Linked DNA regions of Mus musculus: region 2 is linked to region 1. The links are chromatin contacts, called in public ChIA-PET maps. All regions are on one chromosome and are shown on one strand. Each heading gives the region's core, a stretch centred on a gene start, on an enhancer-like site or on the middle of the called end of the contact. The rest is flanking DNA. Distances are from core to core; before and after follow the strand shown. Region 1 overlaps Cpa6 (carboxypeptidase A6). Region 2 overlaps Cpa6 (carboxypeptidase A6).

The links. ChIA-PET counts read pairs in DNA pulled down with a chosen protein or histone mark.
Region 2: a contact with region 1 is called in an SMC1A ChIA-PET map of the G1E-ER4 cell line, with 20 read pairs. The contact joins two enhancer-like sites. A contact is called at or near these places in 1 of 15 datasets of contacts at CTCF or cohesin (the G1E-ER4 cell line), 2 of 484 Hi-C or Micro-C datasets (the G1E-ER4 cell line and cortical neurons) and 1 of 9 other capture datasets (embryonic stem cells).

Annotation. Positions count from the first base shown.
Region 1 is chr1:10,323,722-10,326,788 of GRCm38.p6, reverse strand. Cpa6 (carboxypeptidase A6) reads left to right here. Exons shown (of 11, transcript NM_177834.4): 11 at 1,478-2,070. The coding sequence ends at 1,665. Among named protein-coding and RNA genes, the nearest start is that of Arfgef1, 93 kb to the right of the region's middle. Within about 2 kb of position 1,263, at least 64 of the 459 cell types and tissues checked have an H3K27ac peak or open chromatin away from gene starts, as enhancers often do. A contact at or near this core is called in the G1E-ER4 cell line, where this site is marked.
Region 2 is chr1:10,483,236-10,486,358 of GRCm38.p6, reverse strand. It overlaps Cpa6 (carboxypeptidase A6), which reads left to right. Exons shown (of 11, transcript NM_177834.4): 4 at 2,296-2,410. Among named protein-coding and RNA genes, the nearest start is that of Gm25253, 71 kb to the left of the region's middle. Within about 2 kb of position 1,423, at least 1 of the 459 cell types and tissues checked has an H3K27ac peak or open chromatin away from gene starts, as enhancers often do. A contact at or near this core is called in the G1E-ER4 cell line, where this site is marked.

The DNA of each region.
Region 1 (3,067 bases), core at 14-2,513:
TAGAAGTGGATACCTGGCATACAGGCAGGGTACCTTCAGTCAGTACCCCATGCTTTCAGTTCTTGCCTGAAGAGCTGTAGCATATGAGGCCACGGGAGCCAGAGGAGAGAGTAACCAGAATGGACTCTTAGCTATGTTAAGTGCTATGAGAGGCTTAAAAGTAGTATCTGAGAGGAGAACAAAAAAAAGAAGAAAGAAAGAAAAGAAAAGAAAGGAAAAGAAAAGAAAAGAAAAGAAAAGAAAAGAAAAGAAAAGAAAAGAAAAGACGAGAAAAGAAAAGATATAGGGTCATTGGGGACCTTCAAGAACAAAGTTTACCACACAAGCAGAGACAAGAACCAGACTAAACATGTTTGAGGGTGCAGCCATCTTTATGCTTGAAATCCCTTGAGTTCTCAAAACAAAATAAGGATGGGGGAGGGGGAAGTATGGTAACCAGGGGTATATGGGAATATTATGAATATGTTGAGCATTTTAGCCCATGCAGACATAAGGACGGACACAAAGACCTGGAAGATATTCACAATATAGAGATGGGAGTGTCACGTGGTATCAAGACAGGGTGAGGGAGGGAAGAAAGGAAAGAAGAGAAGGAGGGAGGGAGGGAGGGAAGAGAAAGAGGGAGGGGAGGGGAGGAAGGTGGAAGCAAGCAGCATGTCTTCTTCTGAGCTAAAAAAGGAAAACTTTAGGTTCTAATGTCATCAGAGGAGGTAATGCTTAACCAGTTGGGGGCAGAAGTAAAATGGGGAGTGGGATAAGCTAAGAATGAGGAAGTCCAGTAAATGCCAGGCTGTGAAGCAGCCTAGACATTGCACAATGCACACCACAGGCCCCTCCTCTACAAGGATGCTCTCTGATGCCCTTCCCTGAACTGAAGTCGGTAAAGCTGGTAGTAAGTTGATCATTAGAGAAGCTGACAGAGGAAGGCACTGGAAAGATCTAGGGGAAGTTTTAATGAGATAACCGCCAATGGACAAGTGAAACAAAACCACTGGAAAGCAGGGTGAGGTCTGGAAACTTAAGGCAGAAGGCAGGAAGAGGCTCAACAGGAGTGAGAGAACACAGGAAGAGGAGGAGATATGGTGGCTTTGGGAGCCAAAGTTCCAATTTCTCAGACCTTAAAAAGAAAGAACTGAGTAATAAGAACAACAGAGGTTTCTCATTGTAGATTGCTTATCGGTGGGTAAAGCGAGCAGAGTAAGGATGAAGATAAATGCTGTGGGAACTACCGTTGAGGAACTTTGTGGTTATCACACTGGCGCAGCGCTAAGGCTCAGATCAAAGACAAAAGCACATGTGATTTGTAAGCACATGAGCCAGATGCTGAAGAACACTGTTAGAATATTCTTTCAATTTCTGCTTATTATTACTCTCTCTGTGTGTGTGTGTGTGTGTGTGTGTGTGTGTGTGTGTGTGTGTGTGTGTGTGTGTAAATTAATGTATACTCCTTAGTGAAGTGACTCTTTTTAACTTTTAGATGTAAGCTCTGGTAACTCAATGGATTGGGCTTATAAAAATGGAATACCCTATGCATTTGCTTTTGAACTGCGAGACACTGGGCATTTTGGATTTCTACTGCCAGAGATGCTCATTAAACCCACCTGCACAGAGACCATGCTGGCTGTGAAGAATATCACAATGCACCTGCTAAAGAAATGTCCTTGAGAGGAACAGTCATCTAGTCTACCAACACAGAGAAAGCAGATTCTGATCAAAAGGCACCTTGGCAAACATAACTGTTTAGACTGGAAGGATCCATGGACCTAAAAGGATCTTTCATGCAATTCGACACTTTGCAAAGACTGAAAAGTAGGGCACAGCCTACTTTGGTATGAGAAGAAAGTCCACTTTATATCTCTTTAGAGTCCTATTTGATTACAAGGGGGAGGGAATGTTTTCAAATTCCTTTGTCTCAAAAGGTGTACAAATTAATTGAGGATTTCTCTTCTCTCAACCACTCCATCCTTGATTAAGACCTATGCTACCAACGACATTGAATTACTTGGTTCTTATTTGAAATGGAAACAATCAACTGTGTTTCTTAATAAATACATAACTTTTCAAAAAACTAACATGATTCACACATTCATCTCAGTTCAGTGGACTGTATACATCTATAAAAAGTTGGGCAGATGTTCAAATGAACCCACAGACCTGTGGCTCACTGCACAAGATAGACCCTGGCAACACTGAATCATGGATAGATGAGGGGCACCTGAGGCCCACCCCAGCTGAGAATTTATTGGAAGTTAAGAGCTGTAGGATATGGGGAGTCATTTTTCTTCCAGTGTGTATCCACTGGCAAGTCTCTTATGAACTAGTAAATAACCCTACATGCACGTGGATGCATGCAAACAATTCTAATTAACTCTGGGTTACTTTAAGAGTGAGAAGTTAGAAGGGAGCTGTGTTGGAAATAAAGAGGTGTGGGGGGAAATGAGGTGGGGTTAAGAGAGGTAAATGGGACCTAAACACATGCAGTGGTTCTCATCCTTCCTAAAGCTGGGATGCTTTAAAACAGTTCTTCATGTTGTGGTGACCACCCAATCATAAAATTATTTTGTTGCTATTTCATAACTGTAATTTTGTACTGTTATAAATAGTAATGTGTCCCAACCTGCAGGATTAAACAACGAGGATCTTGAGGGAGGGAGGGAGAATGGATGGAACAAGAGATGCAAAGGAAGGAGACAAGACAGAGGTCTGATCAAGTCTCATTTATTTTCAGAAAACACTTGGCATATAAAGCTGCAAACCACAATTACAAAGTTGAATCAATTGCTAAATAAGTGATTGGGTAAATGGAAAGTGCTAAGCAACCAGTTGAGTAAAAAGAAAGTTCCAACAAGAAGATGTCTTAAAGCTGGAAGGTTCCAACCATAAGATGTCTTAACTATACTCAGGAAACAGAAAAACAAATTTCTTAAAAGCAGAAGTTAAGAATAATAATTATAAAATGATGGCCCAGGAACAAGATGGAGATTGAAATGCCAAGGGCTTTTGGGCCCCAACAGATCCCCTTTTTGTTTATAGAAGCAAGGCATATATGAGATGACAATGGCTAAAT
Region 2 (3,123 bases), core at 174-2,673, 160 kb before region 1:
CCAGAAGCAGCAAGATGGCTCAATGGATAAAGGAGCCTACTGCCATGCCTGACAACCTAAATGAAGCTCCAGATCCCACATGGTGGAAAAAGAGAACAACTCCCCCAAATTGACATTTGACCTACACATACACACACACACACACCTCACACACACATAAACTCACACACTCACTCACATACACACACACATAAACTCACACACTCAATCACATACTCACATACTCACTCACATACATACACACACACACACACACACACACACCAAGGAATGCAATCATTCACATACATACACACAAATGAATGTAATCAGAAAATAATCACAATCATCTATTAAAAAACTAAGAAAATATGATGTTTAGAAAAGTTATTTTTGGTAACCAGCTTTCTCCATATGCTGGTTTCCACTCAAGTATTTAACAAGAATGAGGAGCTGGACTACCAAATCCCAACTGTTCTCTAATTTAAGATTGGCCTCTTGGTGCCTGTATGAGACACAGTCTAAGTGACTATAAAAACCTGTGTCGGCTCGCTGGACATTACTGAAACAAGGAACCTACCCTAGAGACTGTTTAAGATTCCGTCATGGGAAGTGTGCTGGATGAGGCAGACTAGCTACATTTCACTCACAGGACAGTAAAGGAAGTCCACAGGGAAGGTACTGAGTGGCAAGCATGCCTGAAGATTACCCGCAGTCACCGAAATATTACAAAGTTTATTACATCTCTTCCAATCAAACCCTGCTCCTTCCTGACTATCCATGCTCTCTCCAAGAACAAGGAGCTTAGAAGCTGGCATAGCTCTCATGTGTTAAGATCTGCCTCAGAGATGTTGTGGTCCTTCACCACACACAACTTCTTATCTCTGGGAAGGAAAACCCTGCTGATAAGGAAGAGGTTTGGCTTTGGCTCACTATTTTGAGATACCACTGGCAACTACCAAGAAAATGAGTCTCCTGCCACTTCATCTCTCCTAACATTTCCAACTGCAAAATACAGAAACAAAAGAGAAGTAAGGAGTCCACTTCTGGTTAGTTGTGCAGTCTGCAGTGGGGACTTGGGAAGTAGCAGACCAGTCACTATCTGGCTCCTACAGGCACCAAAAAAATATGCATTCAGTCCATTAGATAATTCTTTAATGAAGTGACTTATATAGATTATTCTAAATGGTGCTTAGAGATGCCACCCCACATTCTTTAATAAAATTTACCCTGTAAGCAGCAGGTTCTCTTTGGAAGATAACACATGAAAATTTTTTAAGCCACCTACCATAGTCAGAAGGTCTCACCAAAGGTCTCTCATGTCTTGAAATACTGCAGGTGAACCATGTGTCTGTCTCTTCGCATCATTCTAGATAGCAGTGGCCATTCACACTGTTAAGGCATGCCTCTAATCTACCTCAGATGTCATATCAGCAGCATAGATGGTTCTATCTGGAACTGCTGGTTCCACACCACAGCCATCGGCCTGACAGTCCTGGGCTGGCCTTAGCCTCCAGTGTCCAAATGCAGCCAGTTTCAGAACAGAGCTCCTCTGCCTGGAATTCCTGGTACTACAGGATGATGTGATAGCATTGTCCACCTATGTCATTTTCAGTTTCCTCTTGAGAACCAAAGCTCCTTCCACCCTTTCTCTTTCCTGGATCCAGGATGCAGGGTGATGGACATGTGTGCAGAACGAAGTTTCAGGAAAGATGTGGAGAGAGAGTTCAGAGCAGCCAGGGCTTCCATTTTCATTATGCCACACTGGACTTGGAGTTACAAGATTAGAATTTGGGTTCACACCCCAAGCTCAGATTCTGTCTTTGCATTCTCAATGGAATGACACTTGCAGATTCCTAACCCCATTGAGTCTCAGGGTCCTCATTTAAGAGACGGAAATACTAGACTCTAACACAATGATTGTTACTGAAGGTCAAACACATAGCACAGTGGCTGGCTTCTGGTAAGCACCCCGCCAGCGTACATATGCAGCATCATGGTGTGGTTAGAGATGCCTACTCCATAGTAGTGATTGCTACAGCACTGCTATTATTTGGAGACATCTGAGTATAATTTACACTTTAAATTCATTACACCATTTATTTAGCAGTTTTCATTTCCTGAAAAAGAATATTTTCTCAGCATTTGGTATTTTTATAAATGTCACGGTTGGCAGTGTTTTTTTCCCCCTCTCACACCATGGAACACTGGGACACGGCTACACTGCTTCATTCTGTATGCAATTATTTTTTGGGATTGTCTGATTTTTGCATGTTCTTGGCTTTCTTTTTGTCACATCTACTAATTCAAATTCAGGGTCCTCATAGAAGATCTTCAGAAAGCTGTGGAAAATGAAAACAGCTTGCAAACCCAGAGAAACAGAAGATCCCTGTCTGAATACAACTACGAGGTGTATCACTCCTTAGAAGATGTATGTAATTAAAAGTCCTTTTAATAGTTTGTGGGGGGGTTGTTTTTTTTCTTTTGTTTCTGTTATTGTTGCTGTTCTGTTTGTTTGTTTTTTTCAACTTCATCTTTGTCATTTTGGTATAAGAAGTAGAAAGAATTGTGAAAACAGAGACTTGGGCTCTGGGAAGAACATACAGAATACCTGATCATACATCTCTTCATTGATCCTTTTAATGCTAGAAAACGAATTATCAAAATAGTGGGCCAGAGAGAGGGCTCAGCTGAAAAGAGCACTTGCTGCTCTTGCAGAAAGCCAGGACTTTTTGGGTTCCAGCACCTACATGGTGGCTCACAAATGTCTGTAATTCCAGTATCAAGGAATCTAATGCCTTCTTCTGGCCTCTCCAAAAGAATAAGGAGTGATAACAGTTTATAACATGGAATGCACATACACACATGCAGGAAAAGCACACATACACATAAAATATAATTTTATAAAAAGAAGTAGCAAAATTATTCATATCTTACTTTACCCAAGTAAACCCCACAAGGACATAAGAGATCCATGAAGTGATATAACCGATGTTAAAATCAGGGCTATAAAGACTTTGACCAAACAGCCATGGAAAGAACAGAACAGAATGAGCTGGAGTTGGAGGGCAGTGTTTTGGCTGAGGGGCCCAGGAGACTTCCACACTCTTCTCCCACTCTTGCCAAGTTCAGGCCTCCCAACAG